3 separate regions of the Oryctolagus cuniculus genome follow, and regions 2 and 3 are each linked to region 1. Evidence: chromatin contacts called from public Micro-C data. All regions are on one chromosome and are shown on one strand. Each heading gives the region's core, a stretch centred on a gene start, on an enhancer-like site or on the middle of the called end of the contact. The rest is flanking DNA. Distances are from core to core; before and after follow the strand shown.

The links. Hi-C and Micro-C count contacts between places; a contact is called where the count stands out from the background.
Region 2: a Micro-C map of ear pinna shows a contact between it and region 1, with 4 times the contacts expected there. The contact joins the enhancer-like site here to the promoter of GADD45A in region 1. A contact is called at or near these places in 5 of 6 Hi-C or Micro-C datasets (ear pinna, embryonic fibroblasts, psoas muscle and 2 more).
Region 3: a Micro-C map of ear pinna shows a contact between it and region 1, with 6 times the contacts expected there. The contact joins the enhancer-like site here to the promoter of GADD45A in region 1. A contact is called at or near these places in 3 of 6 Hi-C or Micro-C datasets (ear pinna, liver and psoas muscle).

Annotation. Positions count from the first base shown.
Region 1 is chr7:104,887,327-104,889,898 of mOryCun1.1, forward strand. It overlaps GADD45A (growth arrest and DNA damage inducible alpha), which reads right to left and starts at 1,292. Exons shown (of 4, transcript XM_002715933.5): 1 at 855-1,292; 2 at 298-399; 3 at 1-48. The coding sequence starts at 898. LOC138850416 (a long non-coding RNA gene) reads left to right here and starts at 1,671. Exons shown (of 2, transcript XR_011390154.1): 1 at 1,671-2,042.
Region 2 is chr7:104,808,109-104,810,680 of mOryCun1.1, forward strand. All of the region lies in intron 2 of GNG12 (G protein subunit gamma 12), which reads left to right. Among named protein-coding and RNA genes, the nearest start is that of GADD45A, 79 kb to the right of the region's middle. Within about 2 kb of position 1,278, at least 1 of the 8 cell types and tissues checked has an H3K27ac peak or open chromatin away from gene starts, as enhancers often do. A contact at or near this core is called in ear pinna, where this site is marked.
Region 3 is chr7:104,954,960-104,957,531 of mOryCun1.1, forward strand. It overlaps LOC138850416 (a long non-coding RNA gene), which reads left to right. Exons shown (of 2, transcript XR_011390154.1): 2 at 1,147-1,847. Among named protein-coding and RNA genes, the nearest start is that of GADD45A, 68 kb to the left of the region's middle. Within about 2 kb of position 1,287, at least 6 of the 8 cell types and tissues checked have an H3K27ac peak or open chromatin away from gene starts, as enhancers often do. A contact at or near this core is called in ear pinna, where this site is marked.

The DNA.
Region 1 (2,572 bases), core at 42-2,541:
TCGTCCTCGTCCGCCGCCAGCAGGCACAGCACCACGTTATCCGGGTCCCTGCGGGCAGCGCGCGGGGCCGGTGAGCACACGGGCGCCACCGGCCCGCGTGGGCGCCTGACACTCCCGCTCGGGTCCCCGGGGTCTGCCCCCCACCCCTCACCACCCGCCGCTCGTCGCAAGGCAGCCTCGGGGACAGATGGAAGGCGGCCGGAAGCGGCGCCGCAGGGCGAGGGGAGCGCCCGGGAGCGCGACCCCGGCGGGCTGGGGCGGCCAGGGGCACCAGGGGACAGCGGGGGCCCCACTTACACGTTGAGCAGCTTGGCCGCCTCGTACACACCGACGGTGATGGTGCGCTGACTCAGGGCTTTGCTCAGCACCTCCTCCAGGGCATCCCCCACCTTGTCCATCCTACACGCGGGCAAAGGCGAGGGGGCACGTCAGTCCGTGACCTCGGAGCCGCCGCGGGCCCCTGGCCCCGCACCGCGAGCCTCGACGAGTGCAAGTGCCGCCAAGCACCCCGGCTTTCTGCAAACCCAGGGTCTCCCGCCCCGTCACCCCCACCCCCCTCCTTGACCCTCGGCACGCCCAGAAGCTGGGGTGTCCGGTGAGGAGCCCCGACAGTGCTTCCCGCCACCCTCCCCGGAGGACACTGCCCCCAGACAGCTGCCCTCTGCCAAAGTCTCTGGGAGCGGCGGCCGGGCTGGGGGCACGCGCCTTGAGGGTCCCTGAGGGAGCGAGGGCTGGAGGTGCCCTGTGCAAACTTTGCCGCCCGCTCGCCCCTCCACTCTCCGCAATCCGGGTGCAGGGAGCTGCGCGGGCAGGGCGCGAGGAGTTCAGGTCGCAGACGCCAGCAGCCGACTTACCTTTCGGTCTTCTGCTCTCCAGCCGAGAATTCCTCCAAAGTCATATTGCAACTGCAGGTCCCTCACAGAGAGAGCGCGCGGCGTGCGGGCGGCTCCTGCCACCGTGGGCGCGCGGGCGCCTGCTCCCCGTACTCGCTCCCAGGCTCTGGTGCAGTCCGGCCGCCCCTCTTCCGTCCGGGCTCCACCTCCAGCGCCTGCAGCCACCGCGCCGTCCTCTGCTCCCGCCCGCCGGCTCTCGGCCCCTGGTTTCGCCGAGGACCGCGACACCACGACCGCAAGCTGCCACACAGCCACTGCAGGACAAAGGGCCCCGGGGTTATCCGACCAGCCCCCAGCCAACCACTTCGTGCCTTATTTGCATACGGCACGACCATTGGGCTATGCAATCAGCCTGGTTTGGGCAATCCGAACCCGGCTCCTGGAACCAGGCTATTAGGAGCGGAAGGGGGCGGAGTCACGCGGGAGGCGAGCGTAGGGGACTGGGGCGGTCGGGGCGCAGGTGGGCGGGGCCGCGAGCTGGCTGTTCCGCGGTTGGTGGGGCGGGGGCGGGCCGAGGGCTTTGTCGCGGCGGGAGGCTGAGGCCGGTTTGCTGAGTGTTTTTCTAGTTGGTGCACATATTTAAATTATCGTTTCATGTCTTTTGTTTTCAGGGTTAATGCACCCAAGTGCGGTAATTATTACTAAGCTGGTTACATTTAAAAAAAGAAAATAGTGTGTCCAAACCTGTAGGGCAAAGTTTACCTCAGCAGTGTTGTTTATCAAAGGCTAGCTAGGCGAAGCTGCTTATTAGTCCTAGTAGTATTTCGGTGCCCTGTTGGCTGGTTTGATTTATTTTTAGAAGGTTACAAGGGTTGGAAGCTCAATAAAGAAAAACCAACACATTTGTGTTCAGGGATGGCAGAGAACCAAGCTGGCGTCTTTTCCCGCAGAAAGCAGAGAGGCTACCGAACCCGCCCAGTGGGACTGTGGAACTCCAGGGCTGGTTGGGATCTGTGGGGAGCTGGTGACCACATGTGTGAGTCGCTGCCTGACAGCCCACGGTCACCTTTCTCAAAGAGCCCCTCGCAGAGAAGGCGCCTTCTGCACTGACACCCGGCGCGGGAGACACGCATCCCACGCCCACGCGAGCTGCCAGTCTAAATTCAAAATTCTGTCTCCGTGTGCCCTCGGCTTCCCTTCATAAAGCAAGTGAGTGTGTCCCTACCTTCCCCAGGCAGCCTATGATCTCACCGTGAATTATTGATGTTAGATGCTGAATCATGAAGCTGTAGCTATAGGTCATTTTAGTCATATGCTACAATCTCACCTTTGGGATAATGGCAACTTGGAGGTGGAAAGCAGACTTTTCTAACTGCACACTTCTGGAAAACAAACTTTAATGTGTAGGCTTTCACTGAACAGTTCAAAAATCCCTTTCTTTGTTTTTTGAGTTTGTGCAATAAATGCAAAAACAGTTCTTAAATTTACTGAAGTCACCCAACCTGGTGGAAATGCCTTCCAAATGCTTGCGTTCAAAAGAGTGCTTACATTATTAAGGTCACTCTACAGTCGAAGGTCACAGAAGTAAATTTTTGCAAGGGTCCCTGGGAGTTCTGTACCCTTTTATTTGTATCATTCTGCACAAATTATTCTCCAGCTCTCTTAATTTAATAGAAAAAGTGATAGGTGGGATTTTGGTTCCTTAATTGGCACTGCCATTTTGCATTGGATCCCTGATG
Region 2 (2,572 bases), core at 28-2,527, 79 kb before region 1:
GTAAATGAACTGTGCCGTCACCAGCGTTCTCAGAACTCTACAGCACTGCGCTGCTTCTCAGGGGCTGTGAGGACCAGTACATCAGGGAGAGCAATGCGAGTCCTGCTGAACTTGGCCCCTCTCCATACAGGCCTTCACCCACTGTAACCAGACCATGCTGGTCCAGGGAGACAGGGGGAGTTTCGAGCAAGGTACACCCAAGGCAGGAGGGTTGAGTGTCCGCGTAGAAAGTTTCCCATAGCATTGCCCCCCAGCCCTGCTTGCCACTGTGCAGCCATGCAGGGCTTGCTTGCCGTCCTAATGTGCAGTCAGAAGTGGGTCAGCGTTTGCCTTGTCATCAGAGAGCTGGTGCACGTGTGAGTGACAGGCCAGAGGAGATTCTGGGCTCCCATGGATTGTCTCCCATCCAGAGCAGGGTGCCTAACCTGTTTTCTCCCAATGGCTTGCTTAGAAAAGTCCTTCTGTAGTCCGGTGGCTGATGCATGTGACTGCAGGTTGTGGACTGCCCAGGCCCTACCTGGGCACCTGGGGTAGAACACACATCTGTAATCTTGGAGTGCAGCTGATCTCTGCAGTGCCTGGTTGACTGACCTGAGTGACTGTGAGGCCGGCCTCTTCATGAGACTTAGTTCCCGGGAAGACTAAGGACCGCAGAGGCATGGCCACTTGAGCTGGGACACATGGTAGCCGTGCTGGGACCAGAGCCATCCGTGTGGTCTTCTGACTGTGGGAGGGGGTGAATGAGGAGGCAGAGGCTCGCATCTCACATGTGCACGCATACCACACACATACTCATACTCACACCACCTTCAGCAAGTGCTACTCTGCTGCTTTGCAAGGATCCGGCCTCCAGTGCCAACCAGGTGTGTCAAACATAAGTTTCAAGTTACTGTCCTGCCATGTGGCCTCCAGCTCAAACCTACTCCTCCTCTTGCACCCAGAGCCCAGAGCCACTCCCCTCAGCTCCTGGGGGCCCTGTGGATGTCATCAGCCTGCTGTGAGCCTGAGAAGCTGCGGGGCTTCTGCCTCCTTGCTGGGGCAGCCGCCTCCCCGCCTCCCCGCCTCCCTACCTCCCCACCTCCCCGCTCTCCCTGCCCTCAGCCTGCTGTCTCCCCCGTGATGTAGCCAGGAGGGCTTTTTCTAAACTACACGCCGGATCATGAGTCCGTCCTTTTTAAGTCTGTCCGTGTCCCTCTTTGGTGAGCTTCCCTTTGTGTTCAGATGCAGAGTAGATACTCCTTTGGGAGGCGTGCCTGTTGCATCGAGTCTGGCCTTGGCATCCCTGCTATAGCCTGTGCCTTCCCTGCACACAGCATTGAGCATAGTGTCTCGTAGTTGTGTGTCCTTCTTCCCCTAGCCCCCAGGTTCTAAGCCCTGGCGAACAGTGGATAGCTCTTTACTTGTGGTTGTAGCCCAGGGCCCGGCATGAACGGAGGGTGTTGAGTGTGCATCCAGAGTGTACCTATGCTACTCAGACTTGGTTTGCATCTCACTGCGCAACACCAAACTCTACTTGTTCTATTTTTAAAGTTTTAGTGTCTTGGTGGTTATCAATATGAACAAACAAAAACTTACCACTAGTGATGTTCTAGGACCGGGATATATTTAGCACAATGTGTTGATAATTGCTGTTCGTTGTTATGACCCTAGGGCATTATAAAACTCTTAAGTGCTCTTGACTCATCAGAGGCAAATTAAATTATTCACTTAGCAAACATTTGGAGTATCCACTTTGCACAAAATAGGTGCCCAGCACCATGAGTTGCATAAGGGTGGAAAGGTGGCTTTTGCTTCCTAAAGTGGACAATAGAGCTTTTTTATTTTGTTCATGTTTCTTTCTATGTTGAACATCTTTTGAAAAGAAAGAAACAAATGAAACCGCTGAAGGAGTCCCATAATCAGGGCTGAGGGACCTGACAGTGTGAGGCCAGAAGGCCGTGGTAGCTCTTCCTTCACGGGGTGAGCTTTAGGGAGATAGGAGCATATATCAGTTGCAAGCCCTGTCCTCAACAAGCCCACCATCTACAAGAGGCAAGACTTGGATCTAAGCCACTCGACGACAAAATAGGCACTGCCTGAGTCTCTGCTCGTGTGAGCTCCAGGTAACAGAAAACCCAGTTCAGAACGGCCTAATCCAGAAGGGGGCTTGTCGTCTCACATGAAAGGATGTTCCCGTGCAGTCTGTCTCCAGCTTTCTAATTCAGCGGTTCAACAACAACGTCACATTCTTTCCGTGCATGATGGCAATCCCTGACTCAGCAAGATCTCCTCCTAGCTACAGAAGGGTTGCAGGCACCCACCCTCACATGCCTGTGCCAGGGCCTGTGATATCTGTCTCTCTTTAAGAAGGAAGAGACCTGGCACCGGCACTGTGGCATAGCAAGTAAAGCCACCGCATATGGGCTCCTGCTGTTCCACCAATCCAGCTTCCTGCTAATGTGCCTGGGAAAGCAGCAGAAGATGGCCCAAGTCCTTGGCCCCCACACCCATGTGGAAGACCTAAAAGCAGCTCCTGGCTCCTGGCTTTGGGTCAGCGCAGCTCCAGCCGTTGCAGCCATTGGGGGAATAAACC
Region 3 (2,572 bases), core at 37-2,536, 68 kb after region 1:
AAGTGTTGGTTGCTGTGCTACCAAAAGCAAGATTCTTCCCTGTTGAACTTATCCCTCCTTCTTCCCTGCCTGGCTTGGTGTGAGTCCACAACCTGCACCCCTGTACAAGGCAACCCTAATCCAGAATCCTGGGACTCATGCTTGATTTCCTCTATATTTTCCTACTGTACTTCTCCGCTAGACACTGCTACTCCACAGTCCCCAAGCAGTTCCTGGGAGTACCTGTCTCCTAGCAAAGAGCTCCGTAAACATGGGTAGAATAAATAACCTCATTCAATATGATTGACCTCTTCCCTCAAGGAGTGCTCTGCCAAGAATGAGATGAACACAGCTTCTTTTCCTGTAGGCTGTTCTGGTGCTACTTCCTCCAGGAAGCCTTCCAGACACTCTCCTGCCAATCAGACTGAGGGATATGATCCTCCGCTAATCTCCCACAGCACCTTGCACTTACCTTTTCCTAAAACCTTACAGTTTGGCCTGGTTACACTTGATCTACTTGCCTGAGTTCCCCGCTAGATAGGGACTGTCACACCTGTCTCACCAGTGCCTCGCACAGTATCTGGTGCAAAGTGCAAAGACAATGAATGCTGGGGAATGACTTCTACGTAACGTGATCCTATGGGGGAGACAGACGCAGGAGCAGTTGCTTGCGCTATTGGGGTGAATAGCAGTGAGAAACAGCTCTCTGAACTGACCTTGGGAGACCTGGAGTTTTTCTTAAGGAAGAGCGTGGACCAAAGCACGCAGGCAAGAAAGCACATAAAGTCTTTAAGACAATGGGAGCCCGACAAGACTCAAGAAAAGCACCGAGTGGGGGGAAATGGGGCAGATGTGGCAAGAAAGGTTATTTTAAACAAGTTGTGAAAGACCTGGACGCGAGACCAAGGGATTTGGAGATTGTAAAGTAGAAAGTCACTGACGTGAGAACATGGCCAGATCGCTCAAAGATAAAAAAATGTTGTTTTCTTTTCAGTAACTAAAAGCCATAGATCTAACTTCCTCCATTTTTATATTTCTTGAGACTTCATGAAAATACAAAACAAAGACCAGCCAAAGCAATTCTTTCCTCGCCTGGTCTGAACCCGGCGTGGTGGTTTTTTTTTTTTTTTTTTTAATTTATTTTTTCTTTTCCTTGTTTTCTGGCAGCTCTCTTGGTGAAGCGAGTGCATCACACAGCTGGGAAAACACGAGCTTCTCAGTTTGTTTGGCTTCTGAGCTATGTGGGTGAGCGCGAGTCTGGGCAGTGTGTCAGCTCCTTCCTGAAAGTCTGGGTCACGGAAGTCCACAGCACAACCTTGTTTACGCGATTTTGCTTCCAGCGTCGAGAACACTGGTTGTGATTACTGCAAAGGTGTATGTGGTCACCGTTGGCTCTCAACCCTGCAATTCCTTTGAAAAGATGATCTGACTGGGACAACGGTGACCTTATGGTAACACCTCTGTTTCTTTAGAAAGCCCCGGATGAAAAGCCAGGCGTTGTTTTCCCCGCTGCCTTTGTGCCTGGCTAACCGCGACAGCTTGTGGGCTCCCTGGGAGTCGTCCTGGGGGACGGAGTTTGCTGGGCTGGCAGATTCGGCTGGGAGACGATGAGTGAGTGACCAGTCTGAAGCAACTCTTCCAGCCCAGACACGTGAAGTTACAGTTCATCAACACATGTTTACATGACTGTCTGCTGTGTGCCGGTCACTGGGAAGCCGGATGAATAAGACAGTTTCTATCCCAGTCTGCTAAGTAGCTTGAAAACTCCTCCAAGGTAAAAGTCCATTCTGAATTCTCTTTATGCACCCCAGATTGCCTAGCACAGAGCCTAACTCGGGGTGGGGCCTCAATAAATATCAGCTGTCTAAGTGTGTGGGTGAAGTTCTGTTTTGCACAACAAATGTTTACTAAGCACCTACTGTGGGCTGACCCTGTGTTGGGTGATCAAGAAAGGAAGCTGAGGAAAACGGGGTTCCTACCATCAGCTGCTCATGGTCTGCTGGGGAAGACAGACATTGAATCAGAGTCTCCAAGGAGCCCCTGAGCCCCTAAGGAACCCCTTGCCACCCAGCCCCTCCTCCGGAACCCCCTCCCCCCCATCTCTCTACTCAAGGGATAACAGCTGGTCTAGAAGACAGACCAGCGCCATACCCACAGTGCTGGCTGACAGTATGTTAGTAACATGGCTCAGCTAACAGTAGAGGCACAAGTCACGCATACACGGGGTATGGAGGAGCGAATAACCTCGTGGTGTGTGTGGGGGGACTGTGCAGCTTCCAGCAAAGTCCAACCTAAAAAGGGAAGTTCTGCCTCTAGGCGTTTACTCAAAACCCCTTACTGACAAGTGTGAGCGCAGGGTGGACCCCAGATTCTAGGCACTGTGTAATCCACAGAAAAGGGAGCACCTGACCAGCCCCTTGTGTTGCTGATTAGGGATGGCAGATAAAGGGAATCAGTTTTTAAATGATATGGTCATTTTAAAAATTAATTTACAACATTTTTTATTTCTTCCTGTTCTGGACCAAACTTATCCACAAGTGTAGCTTGATAGTCATCTTGGCTCCAATAATCGTGGCATTTTGCTGAGTCACAG